2 separate regions of the Arachis hypogaea genome follow, and region 1 is linked to region 2. The links are chromatin contacts, called in public Hi-C maps. All regions are on one chromosome and are shown on one strand. Each heading gives the region's core, a stretch centred on a gene start, on an enhancer-like site or on the middle of the called end of the contact. The rest is flanking DNA. Distances are from core to core; before and after follow the strand shown.

Region 1 (6,370 bases), core at 664-3,163, 64 kb before region 2:
TGGAAACGTCTCCTTATTGATGCTTTTCGTCTCGTAGCTGTTGGGACTCTAGATTAGACTGCTGATATTTTCACGAAAGCTCATCATCCTACTCGTTTTTAGACTCTAATATCCAAATTCAATATGGTATCTTTAGCCCCCACTTGAGTTTGAAGGAGAATGTTAGAGTATAATTAAAATCAATTAGATCAATTAGCGTCACTTATAATTATTTAGCACATCTGTATATTCATTATAAGATATTATATTTTTATTATTTTAATTCTCTTAGCATCTATATATAGTTTTGTATATTGTATTATTGTGACACTCACAAAAATAAGTTACAACACTTTTTTTAGATTACTCTCTTATTTTAAACATAGATGTAATTAATTTCTTATTATGTATAATTTTTTAATTAAGTTCCTGCAAAAATATATTTAGGAATATTCATTTTTTTTAATGTTTTTGTAAAAATAATGAATTAATTAATTTCAAAATTTTATAAAATATCACAATTTAATTATAAATTTGTAAAGTATAAAAATTTAGTTATAAATTTAATAAAATTATAGAACAATCAGATTAATTAAGTTTTTAAAATATTAAAAGATAAAAGAGTAATTAATTAATTAATGGGTATATTGCTAAAATCAAAATGGCCGTTAAAGAACGAGAAGTATAGCTGTAAACAACTAACAAACTCTAAACATAACAAAGTGGTTGCTATGTGCATGAATAAAGGCTCCAAGAGCCACAAAATCAAAAAGGGCTGCTGATATCCGAGTCAGTCTAAATTAAAGAACTGTCATTTCCTGTTTCATTCCGACTAATAAATTGTTTAGTTGTTTTCACTTTATTTATTACTCGGGGATTATTACTATTCCCTTCTTCCATTATTCCAGGTCATCTTTCTAAAAATTGCTTGAGAAGAACATCAAAACTCGGTCCTGGATGAAATACTTTTTTTTTTCAAAGGTGGAAAAATTCGAATCCGCGACTTAACTTCTAGGTAAATATAGAAAAATTATATTAGTTGAATTATAATTTATTAACAAAATACCTACTTTTATAAAAAAAAAATAAAAAATATACATTTTATCACTCGTTAAAATACGAATATCACAAACAAAAAAAAGAGTAAAATAAGCATATCAATAATATTTAAAAAATAATAAAAATATACTTAAATAATTTAAAATTATTTTATTTAATATTTATTAATTATTACTAAAATTTAAATATAATAAATATATAATTACAAATATTATATATATAAAATTATAAATATATTATGTTATATAAGATAATTTTAGATATTATCTCCGTGTTATTATCATAAACATAATACTTAATGCCTACATTATTCCTTGTTCACCACTTGTAATTCAAAAAGGACAGCTAAATATATCAGCCGCCATATTAACTTTCGCTTTCACTCCTAATAGAGGTGTCATTATTAGACTTTAATTAATATGTGTGCTGATAAAAACACATTGTAAATTTATTATTAGTGAAAAAAATTAGTTAAAAATTATTGTAGTTTTTAAAAATAAAAATTAAAATAAAAAATATTATTATATATAATTATATTAAATATATATTAAAATCAGTTATTAATATAAAATATATATTAAAAATAAATTAAATTATATATTATCTTATTTAAATATAATGACTGATTTAGTAGTTAATTTTTATGTATATATTGTATTTTTGTACTATAGATATGATAAATCTGCTCTATAAATATAAAAATATTATATATATGTTAAAATTAAATATTAAATTAATCATTATATATTTGTGTATAAATATATATTATTTAATTTTTTTTAATATATATTTTATATTTTAAGAGATATTTTACACTAATAATTAAGTTTAGTAGATAGTTGATCTATAAATATATAACCGTCTGTAGCAACCCATATAAATAGTTCGTTGCACAAAGTATATATACATTACTATACAATGATAGAAAGTATATATATATGGGTGAGAGTAGTGAGAAACAAGAATCACATGTAGTGCTATGAATATGTGTTCCAAGATCTTGTGATAATAATACGAAGCAATAATAAAATGGAAGAAATGAAATCTTCCATATCCAAAATTCTGAAAGAATTCCATGCAGGGTACTTCAGGATTGGCCTCTCCCTTTGCAGCCAAGCCTTGTTATGGAAGACCCTCATCAACCCAATCCAAGACGCACACGCTCTTAGACGCATATTTACCTATATACCCTTCACCGCCTTCACTCTTCTCTGGTCACTCGCCTTTCTCACACTCCTCACGCTCTCTCTTCTCTACGTCCTCCGATGTCTTTTCCACTTCCACATGGTTAAGGACGAGTTCCTAGACCATGTCGGAGTTAACTACCTCTTTGCTCCATGGATCTCATGGCTCCTTTTGCTCCAATCATCACCCTTCATTTCTTCCAAAACTAACTACTACCATGCACTCTGGTGGATTTTCTCCGTTCCAATTTTCGCCCTGGATGTCAAGATTTATGGACAGTGGTTTACTAAGGGGAAGAGATTCCTGTCGACCGTGGCGAACCCTGCGAGCCAACTGTCGGTGATAGGGAACTTGGTTGGTTCGCAAGCCGCGGCCAACATGGGATGGAAAGAGAGCGCAATTTGCATGTTCTCTCTTGGCATTGCACATTATTTGGTGCTATTTGTTACTCTTTACCAGAGATTGTCCGGGAACAATAGCCTCCCGGCGATGTTGCGGCCAGTTTTCTTCTTGTTCTTCGCCGCGCCGAGCATGGCTAGCGTGGCATGGAACTCTATTTGTGGCGGCTTTGGTAGCGCCTGCAAGATGTTGTTCTTCCTCTCCCTCTTTCTCTTCTTGTCTTTGGTAAATCATTTTTCTATTCAAACTTGTTATTTATTTAAAGGTTGACTTTATGTGAAGTCAAATTAGTCAAATCATCTAACGACTATCAAGTATCAATTTTACGTAAAATTAACTGCATCTGAGTTTTTATTTTATTTAAAATATAAAAAATTAAAAAAAATATTAAATTAATTATATTCTGTGTCAACATTTTTTACTGCGGTTAGATTTTGTTATAGTTATTAATAAGACGTATATTACAGTGGTGATGATGTTTTAAAAGTGTTTTTAAAATTAAAATAATATTTTATTTATTATTAATAGACTGTTATTTTTAATAATTAAAGAATATTTTATATTTTGCTAATGTCAGAAAGACAAAAGATAATCCGTTCAAATTGTTTGAACTTATTTTATTTAATATTTATTTATTATAAAATACATTAAATAAAACAAAAAGTAGTAGGTTTTAGAAATTTTTTATTAATATTTTTTTGTTATTAAACATTTTTTATTTTATTTATTCATTATTAGATGTTGTTGAATGTTTTTTTTGGTGACTAGATGTTGTTGAATGTGATATTGAAGAAACACACCTATTTTATTTGTGATATTATTTTTAAATTATGGAAAAGTATATGGAACTAAAATGTGATCAGTCAAAAAAGTAAACAAAACTGTTTAATTAAAATCACTTTTTGAATAATATGTTTAAAAATCGCTCATGAGATCACGGAGCACAAACCAAAACCCGATTTTTTATGGAACCCAAACACATTTTGACTGATTTTTGACTGATATACTTTTGGTTCCTAGTTGTTCTCTTAAATTATATATTAGTTTCTCAGAGATGATTTTTTTTTAAACATTTTTTTACTAGTCTTATTTGTTTCTGAACCAGCAGTCTCTTCCTTAGAGATAGAAAGACTGTTTCTTCTCCGATGTCAACTTGGAGCAAGAGAATTGAAAATAAAAATTTGAAGGCTTTTTATTGAAGTCCTAAGGAAAGCGACCATGAACAATTAAACATGTACTTTCAAAAAGAAAAAAGAAAAAAAAATCAAAATAGAAAATGACGGTGCAAAGTTTCAAATTGTACACGTTCTATGAACTTCTCATTCTGTGATTTGGTTTGCTGATCTTTTTGGATGTATCCAAGTTGAAGATCCACTTGAAAACTGGTCCCTGCGTAATTATATAAGTTGATTATAACCTGTATATTGTTGCCAAATTTTGGATAACTGGGACTATCCTTGTAATCTAGTTCTCACTCTGAAAAATACATGATATTAGGAATTTGCATTTTGTCCTATCCAAAACTTTTAGCTACTTTTAATTATTTCCTTTGTGAAACTTTATTATTTTTAGCTTTACTAACAAAGACTTTTATGCACTTAACCAAATTTTAGGAACAATAAGTTGAGTTTAATTTTGATATACTAACAGTACAAAACTTTTTACTTCATCGTTTAATAATATTTGTTGTTTTTATGATCATTCATGCGATCAATATAAAAAATAGTTATTTTTGCTAACATAGTATTACATGTAAAACTACTTTATTCTGAACATGCATCAAAATTAAATTCTAATAAGTTTTCATGTTTTAAATTCAAAGAAACATTTCATTTGATATATGATTGACTAAATTTCTTTTGTAATTTTGTACAAACAGGTTTCAAGGCCTCTGCTATTCAAAAAATCAATGAAAAAATTCAGTGTGGCATGGTGGGCTTATTCATTTCCCCTCACAGCACTGGCACTGGCTTCAGCAGAGTATGCACAACAAGTTAAAGGGGTTATGCCTCATGCTATTATGTTAGTCTTATCAACACTCTCAGCTTTGGTGTTACTATTCTTAGTACTTGTTTCTATCTTCTTCAACACTGCTGCAAAGTCCTCACCCTCAACAACTCAACATGATCATTCATCAGAAAGTTCTAATAATGTTGTAACCGTCAATAATCATGTTTAGTCTTACCAAGAGGAGATTTTTGTTAGTAAATAAATGTATATATACCGCCAAATATTTCATATGTATGTTAGTAAATAAAGAAGATGCTGTTTTATATGTGATTGTTATTGATTTGTACAAAATGCTGCATAATTTTATCTTTTTTTTTCTTAATTAGTAAATCACTAAATTGGAGTATCCAACACCAAGACGGAATACTAAGAGTTTATAGTTGTTATTGTAGTCCTTTTTTTTTTTTACATAAGTGAAAAAAAAAATAGGAAACGCTGCTTTGTGTAGTATAATAAAACTGCTTGGTGTTTATTGTAGAATGATGAAAATGGTTTGATAAAAATATAAAATAAACAATTTGATATTTTGAAATAATTATATAAATTTTAATGATTATTAATTTTTAATAGACAAAATTATTCTAAATCCTAAATCATAATTCAGAATCTTTTCTTTTTTCAAGAAAAAACTTGTACTTTATAATATTTTTTTAATAACTATTTCAATAAATATATATTTACATAAAAATGATATTATAAACTGTTAGATAGTTCGGTCAAACATAATCAATTAAACATGTCAAACTATCTAATAATTTGTAATATCATCTTCGTAAAAAATGTATTAAATAATTTTTTTTTTAACTTATGCTAGCACTGTGGTTTTGCTGAGCTGTAGAAAAAGTATAGCCAAAGTGGGAACCAAATAGAACAAGGAGATTTTTAATTTGTTGTATGCATTTTGTGAGGAGGGTTGCTAATAACAAGCTGTGACCAACTCACTAGGCAAGTGAGGCAAATAACACGTTGATTTTAGATGGAAAAATTAGAAAATGATATGCAGACTATTTTGAATAAATATTGTTTGCTAAGAGCTAAATACATGTACTTGAACTAAACTCTTGTGGAGTAGTCAATTAACATATATTTGATTTCAACGCCGCTAACCATCATTTTCAGTATATCTTGGTTGATGGCTAAACATTGGTAGATTAAGCTCAGGCATATTTTGGTTGGAATGAGTTTTTTTTTTATCACGCTTCTCTTTGTTATTATTATTATTATTATTTTATTTTTGGTCTACACGCTTCTCTTTATTTTTGTATCAATATGATCTAACATATTTATGTTGTTATTTTTGGTAAACAACATATTTATGTTTTATTGTATCAATAAACACAAATACACAATCTCAATAAGACCGCTATAAATTTGGTCAATAATTATCACTTTTGATGACCCTGGGCCTATTAAGTACCCATGATAGGCTTTTCTATTCTTTAGTCCCAAGAATGGCTTGCTTAAAAGCCCACTTGGCCCATGATCTTATTTTGCAAGCCATAACTAAAAAGGAGGGATAGACCAAAAAAAAAAAAAAAAAAAACTAAAAGGAGGGATATATTATAAAGGAAAACGTGTAAAATATAATAAAAGGCAACGGCCTCTCCCATATAATACAGGATTTAATTTTGATATGCAATTACATCTGTTTTTTTGGATGATCATTCACACATCTATTTTTTTGGATGATCATTCACGCAGTCACTATAAAAAGTAGTTACTTTTACTAATGTGATAT
Region 2 (5,718 bases), core at 429-2,928:
CAATCGTGGTGAGAAAAAGGGTTATTTTCAAATTAAAATAGCACAAACCAAAATGATTGGAAGATGGGTGTTTCTTTGACATTGATTAACACTCTTAACTTATCATTGCGTGCATTAGCTAGCTTACATTCATGCCTTTGAAACATATATAAGTCTCCAATATCTTAGGCGTGAAATAAACGTGATCTCAGCCACATAAATCTACAGGAGAGAGACATGAATCTATTAAATATTGATATGCTAAATGCTACCAGTTAATTATTTATTATTATAATATAATCACTTAATTAATTAAGCACCTCATATTATTAAAAGGGAGTTCGGTTATGCGGTGGTGTGTAACAGAAGTTAGAGGAAGGCCCAATTTTTTTTTTAATAATGGCTATATAGATTATGTAACTAACTTCTAAAGTAGCAATATTAGCAAATCGGAGATGGGGGTTAGAGTGGAAGTTAGGAGCAGGAGGCAAAGTTAGTTGCTTATTTGCGCATCAAGAAACATAAAAGAAATATTAGGTAAATTAATTTTATTTAAAATATTGTATTCTCTGATTTATCATCTCTAGTAAAAAAGCTCACAAATAATTAAAAAAAAAATAGCTTTAAATAAAATTTATTTTTTGAATTTCAAATTCTAGCCGTATCCCTTCACTAAGGACAAGATTCGACTAATATCGATGTCTCCCTGCTTAATTGTTAAATGTTATTTTTCGGATTAGAAATGTATGATAACCATAAAAAATCAGTCATAATTAGCCATAACTTGTCTTATTTAACATTTATTATTAATGTTAGTAATAATTAATGAATACTAATAAGATAAATTCTGATTTTTTTTTTTATCTTTCTAGTATTACCAATTTTCGGCTTATCTCTTTTCCGTGAAGAGGTGAGAGATAGATTTATAGTTAGCTGTTGATGCTTTAGTTAAAGTGACAAATTATAATGGTAATTCTTAAATAATTGAGTCCACTTAAAATTTTGTAAAACATGCATAAACAAATTAAATAATTAAAATTCTCTAATATGTGCATCGATGCCCAATAATTGAACCACTCTTCAAAGTTGATTAGTTTGTTGGTAGCATTGGAACGCTTTATAATTAGAAAAATGTTTAATGAATCTGAATGGCGTGGTTTGCAAAGTGATTAAAACTTAAAAGAGGCTTGGATCACTTCTTCAGTTCTCTCCGTCGTATGAAAAAAAAAAAAAAAAAAAAAAAAAAAAAAAAACTCAAAAATGGCACTTTCGGGTTGTTATGGGAAGAAGAATATAAGTGAACCCAATCTAACAACGTAGATGGAACACTTGTGAATTGAAAGCACGAGAAATACGTTTTAGTGAAGAAGGAGGTTAGGAGAAAAATAAAGATTGTAAATTTGTAATTAAATTTTTTAGAAGAATATATATTACACATAATTTATTTTTATTTTTATTTTTGTGAGCAATAACTCGGTTGTAGTTTAAAAGTGTGAGTGGTAGGTGTGTGTTATGACAAAAAATAAATAAATAAATAAAAAAAAAAACCCTAAATATGAATAAACTACGCCGTTATTCGTCTTTGACTATATGTCTTCTTTGTATTGACCACGTTCGACGTTCCTCTCTTTTCTTATCATTCACATTATCTTCTGGGGTGCTCTCCTCTTTCTCAAATTACGTTATTAGGAATTCCTAATTTTTCAAACGTTTATTTCTTGGGTTATTATCTTTTGTTTTGTTTTGGACAGGTCTTCATTCGTGTAATAAAAGTAAATTGGGTTCAACTGACCAAAGCCCGAAGGAAATTTACTTTGTTGAGCTACACAAGGCCCATTTTTAGTTTTTGGTGTTTTTTATTTCCGAGATAACTTCATGGCTTCTTTGACTGATTTGGAGACTATTGGTAATATATTCTGATCATTTGCCCTTCATTTTTTTATCTATTTTTTTCACTCATAAAATTACATTGAAATAGAAATATAATATTAAATTTTAGCTATTTATTACTGATATTTGCAGCTTCTTATTTTAATTTGTTCATGTTATATTTTGATGAATATTTTTATAATTTTTTTACCTATATTTTTCAACCTAATATGGATCAAGTATCCTAACTCAAATACTTATTTCTCATACAAATTCTTTGAAAATCAATACAATGTGGGTTTCCGCATGCAAAAACAATTTTCAAGGGGCTTGAAGTACCATAAGGCTACCTTGCAGTCTATGTTGGAGACAACATGAGGCGGTTCGAGATTCCGATATCATACTTGAACCAACCTTTACTTCGAGAATTGTTGAGTCAAGTTGAAGAAGAATATGGATACGATCATCCAATGGGTGGTCTCACAATTCTGTGCAGTAAGGATGAGTTTTTAAGCATCGATTCTCGCTTGAATGAGATGTAGATCATGCTATTAGTATGTAGATAAATTAGTTGAGATATTTGTACAGAAGGCACTTCATCCTTTGTCTTGTGGAAACTTTCCATTTTGCTTTCAATCCTATGGAATTGTAGAAGTTTTTTTCTAAATGAGAAAGTAATTATGAACTTATGGCATGATACTGTTGCAACTTAAAACACTTGTTGCTATTGTTATATCTCAATTCTTTAATGAATTTAACTTGTTCAAATGATATACTGAACAAGTGAATATAGATCATCAGTCTAACAAAATTATAAGCAAGTGAATGGTTCTTACAAAAATTGAGCTCCAAGGGAAAATTGAGAACTGAAGTTTAGAAATGCATCCTCACTGCATGGAATTGTGAGACCTCCATTTGGATTGTCATAACTGAATTCTTCCTTGTTGTTTGAGTACATATACTGCATATAGTTACTAAGGGCTTCCTTGAGAAATAATATTTGATAAGATGGGGGTCTACCGTAATATGTACAAGGGATCCAAAGAAATCACAAGGTATTGATAGAAATCTTTATTAATGCACAAGTAAAACCTAGTTCTTGCTCTTGCAATGTACTGTATATCTCTTCCATTAGTTGGTAACATCTCACGTGTCTTAGGTGCTGATAATGAAGTCAATAAATGATGATCAAGATTCAGGACCTTATCTATGGTTTTGTTAAACAAAGTATTTATATAAACTTCACCTTTCAAGGGCAACATAATGTGGAACTTCTCAAACTATGGGAAACATGATGCAACATTAGACTTAGTTTGCATAGACGCCTCTAAGTCCATTTATCTATAGCTTTCAACTTCATAATAATTCATCTCACATATATATACTAGTTGGCTGTTACACCTTAACATGTAGGAGGCTATGATCTATTATTGGCCATTGTTTGAGACTCTAAAACAGCATCACGTGATTTCATATGCATGACCCCATCTTTTATCCCCCTTCAACAATCATTTCTCTTGCCTTCAGAAACAACACAACACAACTCCCTGGCAATCTGAAGATCAATACTTGAACACCTTCTTCTTAAGCACTAGAGCTTTCCCTTGCTCTTTCCATTCCCTACATACGCAAGAAAAATGGGGAAAGGCATCATTCTCAGCTAAGCAAGCAATTTCAAAATCCGTACAAGTCCCAAAGGGTTATCTTGCAGTGTATGTCGGAGATAATCAAAAGCGTTATGTGATTCCCATTTCATATTTGAACCAAGCTTCATTCTAAGAGTTGAGTGAAGTTGAGGAAGAGTTTGGATATGATCATCTCATGGGAGGTGGATATGATCATCCCATGGGAGGTCTCACAATTCCTTACAGTGAACATGTATTCCACTGAGGAAGAGTTTGGATATGATCATCTCATGGGAGGTGGATATGATCATCCCATGGGAGGTCTCACAATTCCTTGCAGTGAACATGTATTCCACCAACTCACATCTCCCTTGAGTTGAGATTGATGAAGAATCTCAAAATGAGACTTATTAACATAGATTAGCATACATGTTATAACAGATTAGTATAGAGAATTAGAATGACATTCAAATTCATTTGCAGTATGTATACCAAAAACAAAAATACCTTCGAAAAGAAAAACGGAAATAAATCATGTTCCTTGTTAATTTGAGACCAACCTGTAAAGTGGTAGTGACATTATACTTGGGCAATATCCTGCCACCAAAATAACCAGGTCAGTAACCAATTCCTATTTGACAAATCCATAGAATCAATCAGTGCACTAACCTGATATCTTTCATGAAAAGCTGTTTGGGCTTTTCCACCAAAACGGAGTACCTGCTCCTCAGCCAAGTAGGTCATAGACAAAGTTAATTTTATTTTTTCCATTTATAGTTAAGCCGAAAAAAGGTCGAGAAAAAAAAAGGAACCTTTCAATATCTTCAACGATGGGAATTGGGCCATGGTTCCTCTTGTAAAACAAATTTGAAGGAGTAGCGTACGAGCATGTCAGTGCAGAGCGTGGTGGCTCCACATTGAAAGGTTCCTGTCAAAAGGAAAAAATGAAAGCTGATAATCTCCAAAACTTAAATGAAATATTTATGAAACCACATGAGACCTGGGAATAATTAGGATAACTATAAGGCTTGCCTTGGAGTTAATTTTTAGACAAGGGTGACGAGGAGGCTCTTTAGAATAATCTGAAGGTGCGGTGAGTCCAGGCATTTCTTCTCTCTCTCTTTTGAAGTGTGAGGATAAGGGGTCAGTTTGAGATTGTCTAAAGGAGGAATTAGAAAGGATTGGATGAAGGAAAGGGGAAAGAGAAGAAAGGAGTGGAACTGAAGTGAGGCTTTGAGAGAATTTGTAGTCTTAGGCCATATGGAGTTGATGAGAGACTTGCCCAGCGTACTGTCTCTTTCTGTCACATTGCACTTTGTGGTGTTTGAGCGCCCAAGGATAAAATCCAAATCCTAGCGTATGAATGCTAATAAAACATCCAAATCCATATGACAGGACACAATAATTAGGAAGAGTTATAAATATTTAAAAAGGAGTCACAGTGGTCTATGGTCTATAACAAGTGAAATCATATCATGTTAAATATTTGGGTGTTCATAAGAAAATGGAAACAAAGGGAAAAAATGACTGATTGATAAACAAGTTATCCCAAGTTAGCTTAACTGGAAACAAAGGGAAAAAAGGACTGATTCAGTTCCCAGATACCTAAAATAACCATTCTAAAATAAATATGAACTTAAAATTAGCATCAACTCACAGTTGAAACTTACATTCCATATAAGAGTTCACAAGAGACGATATTCCAAAAATATTGCTTTTAACAACAGCTAAAGCATATATGATTAAGTAAGTTAAAATTCCTAGTCAACAGATTTCCCAATGAAACAATACAAATCAAAGAGTTTTACACATGTTCAAGGTATCCGTAGCTAAAATTTATAGAAACTTAACAGTAATTTTAAGTGCAACAATTACAATATGAGGCAGCACAAACAATAGTAGATGGAATCGTGAGAAAGGGCACCACCATGACAAACCTCAGGTGCTGCACAGGCTAGATAAGGATCTTCATTTGACTAATAAAGAAAGTTAGCTGGATTATGAAGGATGTACATAGGATGCGTTTGTTTTAGCTTTTTCTGACAAAAATTCAGTAATATATACACACTGAAAAAATCATTTTTGACATAATTTTAAAGAAAAAAATCAATTAACCTTTTCTGGAAAAACTAAATAGAGTAGCTTCTAATTAAAATTATTTCCAGTTTCTGAAATCAAGTTGTCAAAGCAATTTTTTGAGAATCAGCAACAAACACACCCATAACTTTCCTTTTCCACAACTAAG

Evidence for each region. Hi-C and Micro-C count contacts between places; a contact is called where the count stands out from the background.
Region 1: a contact with region 2 is called in a Hi-C map of an unstated tissue, with 5 times the contacts expected there. The contact joins the promoter of LOC112737513 here to the enhancer-like site in region 2. A contact is called at or near these places in 4 of 8 Hi-C or Micro-C datasets (leaf and an unstated tissue).

The regions. Positions count from the first base shown.
Region 1 is chr13:17,313,758-17,320,127 of arahy.Tifrunner.gnm2.J5K5, reverse strand. LOC112737513 (S-type anion channel SLAH1) reads left to right here and starts at 1,913. Exons shown (of 2, transcript XM_025787446.3): 1 at 1,913-2,847; 2 at 4,502-4,897. The coding sequence starts at 2,068. The coding sequence ends at 4,801.
Region 2 is chr13:17,249,956-17,255,673 of arahy.Tifrunner.gnm2.J5K5, reverse strand. No RefSeq gene overlaps it. Among protein-coding and RNA genes, the nearest start is that of LOC112737510, 12 kb to the right of the region's middle. Within about 2 kb of position 1,678, at least 2 of the 3 cell types and tissues checked have open chromatin away from gene starts, as enhancers often do.